Linked DNA regions of Mus musculus: all the other regions are linked to region 1. A link is a contact called in public promoter capture Hi-C data. All regions are on one chromosome and are shown on one strand. The core of a region is the stretch at or near the end of the contact, and the rest is flanking DNA. Distances in the headings are between cores, read along the strand shown.

What was found. Promoter capture Hi-C pulls out the DNA fragments that hold promoters and counts their contacts.
Region 2: a promoter capture Hi-C map of liver shows a contact between it and region 1, with 2.7 times the contacts expected there. The contact joins the enhancer-like site here to the promoter of Tfb1m in region 1. A contact is called at or near these places in 4 of 39 promoter capture datasets (the C10 cell line, hippocampal neurons, liver and 1 more) and 1 of 484 Hi-C or Micro-C datasets (pre-B cells).
Region 3: a promoter capture Hi-C map of pre-B cells shows a contact between it and region 1, with 2.0 times the contacts expected there. The contact joins the enhancer-like site here to the promoter of Tfb1m in region 1. A contact is called at or near these places in 4 of 39 promoter capture datasets (the 3T3-L1 cell line, hippocampal neurons, liver and 1 more) and 1 of 115 datasets of contacts at active chromatin or transcription factors (large pre-B cells).

What each region holds. Positions count from the first base shown.
Region 1 is chr17:3,556,317-3,559,132 of GRCm38.p6, forward strand. Tfb1m (transcription factor B1, mitochondrial) reads right to left here and starts at 1,439. Exons shown (of 7, transcript NM_146074.3): 1 at 1,265-1,439. The coding sequence starts at 1,397. 1700102H20Rik (RIKEN cDNA 1700102H20 gene) reads left to right here and starts at 1,508. Exons shown (of 2, transcript NR_045303.1): 1 at 1,508-1,588.
Region 2 is chr17:5,892,320-5,895,135 of GRCm38.p6, forward strand. All of the region lies in intron 4 of Snx9 (sorting nexin 9), which reads left to right. Among named protein-coding and RNA genes, the nearest start is that of Gm46599, 35 kb to the right of the region's middle. Within about 2 kb of position 1,437, at least 101 of the 459 cell types and tissues checked have an H3K27ac peak or open chromatin away from gene starts, as enhancers often do. A contact at or near this core is called in liver, where this site is marked.
Region 3 is chr17:5,729,467-5,732,282 of GRCm38.p6, forward strand. Zdhhc14 (zinc finger, DHHC domain containing 14) reads left to right here. Exons shown (of 9, transcript NM_146073.3): 8 at 2,006-2,108. Among named protein-coding and RNA genes, the nearest start is that of Gm41519, 40 kb to the right of the region's middle. Within about 2 kb of position 1,350, at least 99 of the 459 cell types and tissues checked have an H3K27ac peak or open chromatin away from gene starts, as enhancers often do.

The sequences.
Region 1 (2,816 bases), core at 189-2,688:
CCCACCCCCCACCCTCACAAAGACTGAATAGAGAACCTAAGAATCTGGAACTTACTCCAGGGACACACATGAGAACATAGATAACAAATTGAATGGCTGGTGATGTAATTCAATTAACTGATAAGAGTGCTTGCCTAGCATGTGTGAAGCCCTGGGTTACACAGTCAGCAATCAGTAACTGAGCATGGTGGCATATGCTTTTCATTTCGGTTCTTGGGAGAAGGCAGGAGGGCCAGACACTCAATAACACCTGCCATGTAGTGAGCTTGAGGCCAGCCTTAGACATAGGAGACTGCATTTCAGCAGAGAATGGTGCTTATATTTAGCATGTGCTTATATTTAGCATGACTGGGAGAGGATGCTAGAACCAAAGAATCTAAAAGTAGGCATCCTAAGGTCCTTGTAGGCCTTTCTATCAAATAAGAGATGAGAAAACTTAAGTGGAGTTAACTGTTTTACCCAAATTCTACGGGTCGAATAAAGGCTCCAAAAACAAGAAATAAAAGTAACTTATGCTTTGTGGTCCATGCAATCAAAATTGATTTTGGGGACGGAGTGTGTGTATGACACACTTACCCTTTTAACTTGAGGGGGTTAACATGCTAAGTACTCCAACAGTCAGCTAGCACCTTTATTTGCAACAGATGGATCTTATTCTCAAGAGGAGAGCATTACTATGACATGGGTGGTAAGTAAACCAACAAACACCTGTGAAAACTCATCAAAACATGGGTGTCAAACTGGTGACCTTCACCCTATATAAGTTTAATCGCATAAAAGTAATTTTTAAAGAAGCCGGAGAATGTCAACTTATTAACTGCAAACTCAGGGCTGTTGTTGGGACGGTGGTCCCAGCATTGGCACAAGGTAGCTGTAGGCGCCGTTTGGTTAGTATGACTTTACAGAGCGAATCTCCAGTCCCTAGAGGGATCCCTAGACTTAAGTGAACGTTTATCCTATTTACTCTCTTGGTTTCGTTTTTGAAAGAGTCCATCTGTTTCTAACTGGCGGCAATCCTCCTGCCTCTGCTCCTCGAGTGCTGAGCTTACAGACGCGCTTTACTGAGCCGGGCTAACGAGAGGCAGGTTGGCGCATCATAAAGCGCGCGGGAAACATCTCCCGCCCGCAAAGCGGTCGACCAGTCGTCGCCCTAGCCCGCGAGGACCGGAGGAGCAGCGCTTGACTGACAGCCGCCCGCCCCAACCCGCTCCATCACCCGGCCGCGCCCACCACGGAGACCCGGGCGAACTGACGACTCAGCCACCTGTCAGCCTCAAGTCCAGGAGGAAATTCTGGGAAAGCTGTTTCACCGCTCGCAGTCCGAACAACTTAATGATCTCCCGAATGGTGGGCAACGGGGGAAGGCGGAAAGTGCCGAGCTTCCCCGAGGCAGCCATGAGAGACCCACATACACAGCCACGCGCAGCGGCTGGAAAGGTGCACGGCGCGCAGGGGGTGGGACCTTGGAGAAGACTGCCCGCCTCTGAGGCCACCTGGTTGGATGGAGAAACCTGCCGGAAATGACGAAACTGACAGGAAGTCTGTATGTACTGGGAGCTCAGGACGCGTCAGGCCGAAAGCGGTGCAGGTTGGGAGAGGAGAGGGGGCGGAGGCTAGGAGGCGTGGTCTTTGTAACCTCTGGGAGGCTCCGCAGGCCTTTGACATTCCAAAGGCTTGACTTTTGATTTGTAGCAGGAAAGATGGTGATTGGTTGCTTGCTGTTTGTAGACTGGTTACCGCCCCACCCCCGTAGGCTAGATACTTTTTATTTCTTCGCGTCCATTACTTCTTTCAGAACTTAGTTCCATAGAGAACTATAGGCTTATTTAAGGTAAGCCTGCTGAAAACCGAGTTTAAGACTTAGACTTTAGAGCAAATGGCTGAATGCCAGCCCGTTAACAGCACCCCAGCTTTAACCAATAGCAAGAGACCAACTGACTCAAGTAAAGCAAAAAGCTAACCGTAACCAACTAAACTGTGTCTCTAGATAATTTCTCTTTTCTTGTCATTGAACAATGTCCATTTTCTGGCCGGAGTTGTTTGAAAGAATTCCAAGGGCTGCCTAATTTTAGAATGGTGAATGAAAGCCATTCTGGGTCTTTAAATATGCTGTAATTTTGTCTCTTGAGCTAAGCACTTTAAACTTCGAGAAGTGTTTTTGATACCACTTGTTACTATTTCATATTCCCTTTTAAATCTCTCAGGTGTAGTCTTGCGAAACAGGACACATATTGCTAACTTCCGATTAAAACAGGATCAAGAAAGCCCTGCGAGGCCACGAATTTCGTAAAGCTGGAAGTTCACAGATTCCAGCTGTAGTCTAGTGCATGCGCGGTGGCTGCTGTTTTTAAGCAATGCCAGCAAGGTCAGCATCAGGACCACTCTTTTAGCCTTTGAAGCTTTTTCTAAAAGCTCATTCATGCTGCAAGCATTGTGGTCTCTCCACTGCTCTCAGAGTGAACCATAAAGGGGTTGCTCTTTTAAAAAGCTCAACTAAAAGAAATGTGTGCCAGGTCTCACAACTGAGTGGTTTGGAATTATTCGCTCACTAATTGTTACCATACAGATTCGGGTAGATTTTATTATTACGTAGTGGTGAAAGTGAGACTTGGGGCGGTTCAGCCACTTTCCCACACTTCAGAGTGGAAACGGAAGGCTTACTCATCAGGCAGGGAATCCAATGGAGAAAGGCTATTTGAGGGTTAAAATCCAAGTACCAAGAGAAGACAAATAGGTTCTGTCTTCCTGTGATGTCTGAGAACACAAGAAAGAAATGAAAACTTTTAAAATATTTTTCATAAGTGGGAAGATTTTTA
Region 2 (2,816 bases), core at 187-2,686, 2.3 Mb after region 1:
AAGACTGTTTGCAAAACCAATAATACAATGAAAGATGGTGTGTTGAGATTTGCTTTTGAGAATATCAGGATATGGGTATGGACCCCTCCCTAAAAGGTTAAATATTCTCCAGAATGAGGGCCTGCGGAGAAGGAAGGAAGCAGACACTGAGGTGGCCAGTTTCTGCTTGGCTAGACTTTGTCATGGGTCCTCCTGTTACAGCAAGTGTCACCACCCCCCAACCCCCGCCCATCGCCCATAGAAACAGTCAGATAGAAGTAGCACAGCCAGGCACTTAAACTCTTTGTCAGTGATGTTGGCTCTAAGTAGGCCTAGCGTGAGCCCCTGTTTTAGAGAATGTACAGATTTTAAACATGGCTTGGTAGCACACGCCTTAATCCCAGGCTCTCTGTGAGTCCAGGCCAGCCTGGACTACATAGTTAGACTCTGTTTCAAAAAATGAAACCAAATAAGAGAGAGAATGTCCACATTGTGTATTTTATATTTCTACCAGAGACCCTTCTGTAGACTTGAGATTAAGCTCTGTAAATAAGAGAATAGGAAAATGTACAGGCTCTGTCATGTTTTGAGTTGAAATGGTTAGGTTTTCACATGAGAGGGCCTTGTGTCCTCTGGCCCTTTTGAGAGAAACAGTTAAATCTCCATCAATTATTCTGGTCACAGTGCCCCTCCCAGGGGGACAGTGACAACATATTGCTTGGTTCTCGATCACTTTCTAGTCCAGCTACTAAATGTTTACCCAATGCCTGATACTTTCTTATTCATGTGGATGAGTTGAAGAGAAGAAATATTCTACCTTCTAAACAGCCTTCCTGTTGTGAGCAGGAAACGCTAACTTTCCACTCGTTTTGGAGTCTTGCAGTTATCTAGTCCTGCACTCTGCCCTCATGGCCTCTTTCCTTCCCAGCAGGAACCTGTCTGTCAGGTTGCAGCTGTCTGCTCAGTCCCAGGAGAGGCCAAAGGGCAACAGGAGCAGTGGGGACTGGGGAGCGGCTCCACGTGCTGCGTACAGAGGTGGAGCCTTGTACGCACAGCAAGCCTGTTCTCCTAGATAGTAATAAAGCTGTGGCTAGCCTGTGGCTAGGGAGGTTTCCTGGTGGACTTACCAAACTAGTAATCTGTATTAATGGGGCTGGCCTTTGAGTGTTTTCTGAATGGAAACAGTAGACCGCACTTTAAAGTTTCCTTTGTTTGCTAGTTAGCTAAAGTGCCAAGCAGAAAGCCACCTTGGTGAGATTCTCACTAATTCTCAGCCATGGTCCACTTATGGGGTCTGACCCAGCTCAGACAGATACAGAAAGTCATGGAAGTCAAAGCCCTTCTTCTCCTAAAGTTGTGTCTGTGTATGAGAGACAGTACCCTAAACATGTCTGCTCCCCTAGAACTCAGGGAGGAGTCAGGTTTGTTTCAGCATGTCTCCCAGCAGGCGTCCGTACTGTGGGCGCATGCATGGTAATCAGGTGCAGGAGCTGCTTCCTGGTCCAGGTGCTCTAACCATGTAGCTAGGGAGCAGAATACGACCAAACAGAAATGCTATAACTAGGCTGAGAGATGGCTCAGCGGGTAAGAGCACTGACTGCTGTTCCAGAGGTCATGAGTTCAATTCCTAGCAACCACATGGTGGCGCACAACCATCTGTAATGAAATCTGATGCCCCCTTCTGGTGTGTCTGAAGACAGCTACAGTGTACTCACATAAAATAAATGAATAAATGAAAAAAAAAAACTATAAACTGAGAACTCCTCACTGTGTAGCCAGTAGTTGCCTTTATAGAAGGCCATGCAGTCAGCTCAGTCCCTCTGTGTTACATCTTAGTCCCTGCGTGAACATGAGAAGTACAGGCTGCATCGTAGATGCAGTTCAATGTTTCATGTTACATCACATCAAAATACACAGTATCTGGTCAGTCCCCTGTTCATACCAATGATACCTGGGTTGGCTGGACGATAGTCTCCCTCCATTGTGTGGTATTTTCTCCTGTCCAGAAGCAATCCACAAACAAATGGGACTCTCACTGAGAGTGGAAACTGTGCACTGTTCTGACAGCTTGCTGTTGTTGCTGTCATGCCTGAATCACTGTTAGTTTGCCTGCTGTGCCTGCTGGCCTTCAGTCCTCTTGGTATCATCCCCAGAGCTAGCTAGCTACCCTCGTCCAGTTTTTAGAGTGCAGGATAAATGCAGAATTCTTTCTCTTTAATTGCTGCTTTTCAAACTAAGTTGTTTTATAGCTGCTTCAAATGTATCTTACAGGTTTTCTTCTTTCTGGTCACAGTGCCCCTTTCTCCATCTGCATAGTTTCCATGCCTATGGTCTCGCACTGGCTCCACCTAGGCCCTGGAGTTTCCTTTGTGTGTATTGTCTCCTGTTGGGAGATCATTCCGGTTGTCTCCTCTCCATCCACAAAGAGGAGTGCTCCCTTGTTCTGATTGGGTCAGCCTCAGTTGGCTGAGTTTTCCCTTTGCTATGGTCACAGTTCCCTGCTGTTTCATTGCTTGTAGTTTCCTTATTGGATGCCAGACTTTGTCATTTTACCTTGCTGAGTACTTTGCACCCTCGTTAATATTTTGAACCATGTGATAGAGAAGTTATTTTTAAATGTCCATTTCTTTTCCGTTTTAAGCTTTTCTGAGTGTGAACAGAGGAATATTTCACTAAGGGTACTTTTGCCCTGCTACTGAATGAAGTCTTGCTAGCGCACTGTGCAGTGTGAGGCTTTCTGCTGTGGAAGATTGCGCTCTGAGTTTCCTCTCGTGATCCTTTCTCTGACTTGAAGAGATTGCTCAGACGGTGACATTATTAGGTGTCAACTTTAGACC
Region 3 (2,816 bases), core at 100-2,599, 2.2 Mb after region 1:
ATGGCTTAAACCTGGAGCAAGGAATTCATTTGGACACTACTGAGCGATTGGTGTGGGGTATGCAAGAGAAAGGTACCATCTTGTATGCCACATGGCCAGGGACAGATGGTACACAGTGACATTTTGATCTCATCTAGAGAATGAGTAGGAGTTAGGAAGGAATTCAGAAAGGACAGCATGGGGCTGGAGTGATGGCTCAGCAGTTAACAGCATTGACTGCTCTTCCCGAGTTCAATTCCCAGCAACCACGTAGTGGCTCACAGCCATCTGTAATGGGATCTGATGCCCTCTTCTGGCGTGCATGAAGACAGCTACAGTGTACTCCTGAAATAAATAAACAACTCTTAAAAAAAAAAAAAAAAGACAGCATGCACAAGAGCTAGGATGAAGGGGTAGGAAAGCTGATCAAGGGAAACCAAAAGAGCACATGTGCAGTGGGGGGCTGAACAAGAGCAAGTCTGAGGAAGTGAGAAGGGTATGAGGGGGGCTGTCTTAGTTATGGTTTCTATTGCTGCAACAAAACACCATGACCAAAAGCAACGTAGAGATGAAAGGGTTTCAATTTACAGCTTGTAGCCTGTTTTCCAATGTTCATCTAAGAATCTCCTATTGCAACTTCCCAGTACAGGCAAAGCTGCTGTGTAAGAGGTCAGACATACCTGTTACTGCAGACCTAAGCTATAGCCATGCACCCTGTTCAGGCCTTGGGGCTCCCTTCGGGGACTCTCTGAAGCTAATTCCTCTTCTCCTACCTCTATAGTACTTCCTGGGGTGTTCCAACAAAGTGCCATCATGGGGAGGGCTTAAAGTAACATAGCTCCCAGTCTGAGATTAGAAGTCTGAAACGAAGGCACCAGCAATACAGCCATGCTCTCTCTTACATAGGAAGCTCTTGCTTGCTCTTCCCAGCCCCTGGGGGTAGCACTGTGGTCACAGTGTGCTAAGACCACCTCAATCCATTAGGTGCTCATCTTCTCATGCTTGCGTTCACAAAGTAGCCATAGGTCACAGATAGGGTCCCATCTCCAGGTTGTGGGACTGGCACAATCCAGCCCATCATGTTCCCCCTTCAGCGAGCAGGGGAGTGGGAGAGAATGTGGCCCGGGTGAGGATGGTCAGAGAGGAAAGAGTGTGTGCAGGTGTAGCTTGCTCTGGTCTCCCATAAGGCACTAGCATGGTGCGGCCACTCACAATGTATATCTGAATTAATATGATAAGATGGCACAGGCTTGTCATGAAATGACATTAGCTTGAAGCTGGAGAGGGAAGTTGGGAACAATTGTGACAGTGGGGGGTGACTAAGAGGAAGCTGCTGCGGTCTGTACCAGGTGACATCTAGACTAAAAAAGGGAACAACCAATGCCACAAGCCTCTTTTAAAGTAGAAGTGACAGTGAGGCTAGAGCTCCCCATTAGAGCACTTGTCTAATATGCACAAGTTTGAATCACGGTACCCTAAAGGAAGAAGTGATAGAATTTGGTAACTGGTGTCATGTGGAGGATACATATGGAACAGCCCAAGATGCCATAATGGATCTAGCACAGAAAGAACTTGTTTTAATCTCTTTCTGCTACTGTAATAACACATCCTAACAAAGACAACCTACTGGGGGGAGGGTTTATTCTGGCTCACAGTTCATGTAACTTCACAACAGGGACTGCCAGACAGGAGGTGCTTGATACAACTAGTCACATTGTATCTGCAAGAAACAGAACAATGGATGCTTATGCTCAGTTCTCGGTCTCCTTTTTATACAATCCAGGATCCTAGCCTAGGGAGTGGTACCACCCACAGTGGGAGGATTGCCCCACCTTAGTTAACCTAATCAAGATAATCTCCCACAGATGTGTGGAGGGTCTCATCTCCCAGGTCATTCTAGAACCCATCAAATTGACAGCTGAGGATAACCATCGAAGAGGAACCCCAGACCTAGATGTATAAATTATGTTGCTGTCATATTTGAGATTTTTCTCACTCTCTCCTTCCTCTGATTGTTCTCCTGCAGCCTAATTGACAGAAGAGGCTATGTCCAGCCCGACACACCACAGCCAGCAGCACCATCAAATGGGATCACTATGTATGGGGCCACACAGTCGCAGAGTGACATGGTAGGTACTGCCTGCATCAGGGCCGCTATTCCCTGTGATGCCTTCTCTTCTTCTGATATGCCCTCTAACCCAATAATATATGCCTGGGAATTGCTTTAGTAGAAGGCACATCTGGATCATCCATGTGACTGACATGCTAACATGGGGAAGGAAAATGACCAATTTGGACAGTATTCATGGAGGGACCATGTCATCTAATCTGGCTGGCTTGTTACTTAACACACACACACACACACACACACACACACACACACACACACACACACCATCTCTTTGTTTCAATAGCATATGTCAAACGTATGTCCACAAAGTCAGGGAACAGTTAAAGACTAGGATCTACCTTCCCACCAGGGCTGGACTTGTTTGATAGTCTCCATATCCTTGCTGTCCCTTGCTCAGTGTGTGCTGCTACCATAATAACGTGCCCTGCTACTAAAGGTGGGCAGTGGACATCACCACACTTCTCCATACTTCCACCCTGAGTCTTAGACCAGCCTGTAGCCCCTCTATACAATCCTCAGGCCAAGGGCTACTTTATTTACAGTGTAAACCAAACTGCCTGCACACTGGAGCATGCAAGCAGTGTGCACATACCTCTGTCCAACAGGAGGTGGGGGAAGGCAGGAAGCATCTTTCCGTGGACACCTACAACCACAGCACGTTGACCCTGACTCCCAGCACCTGAACTTTCTGAGGTGTTTAGAAGGC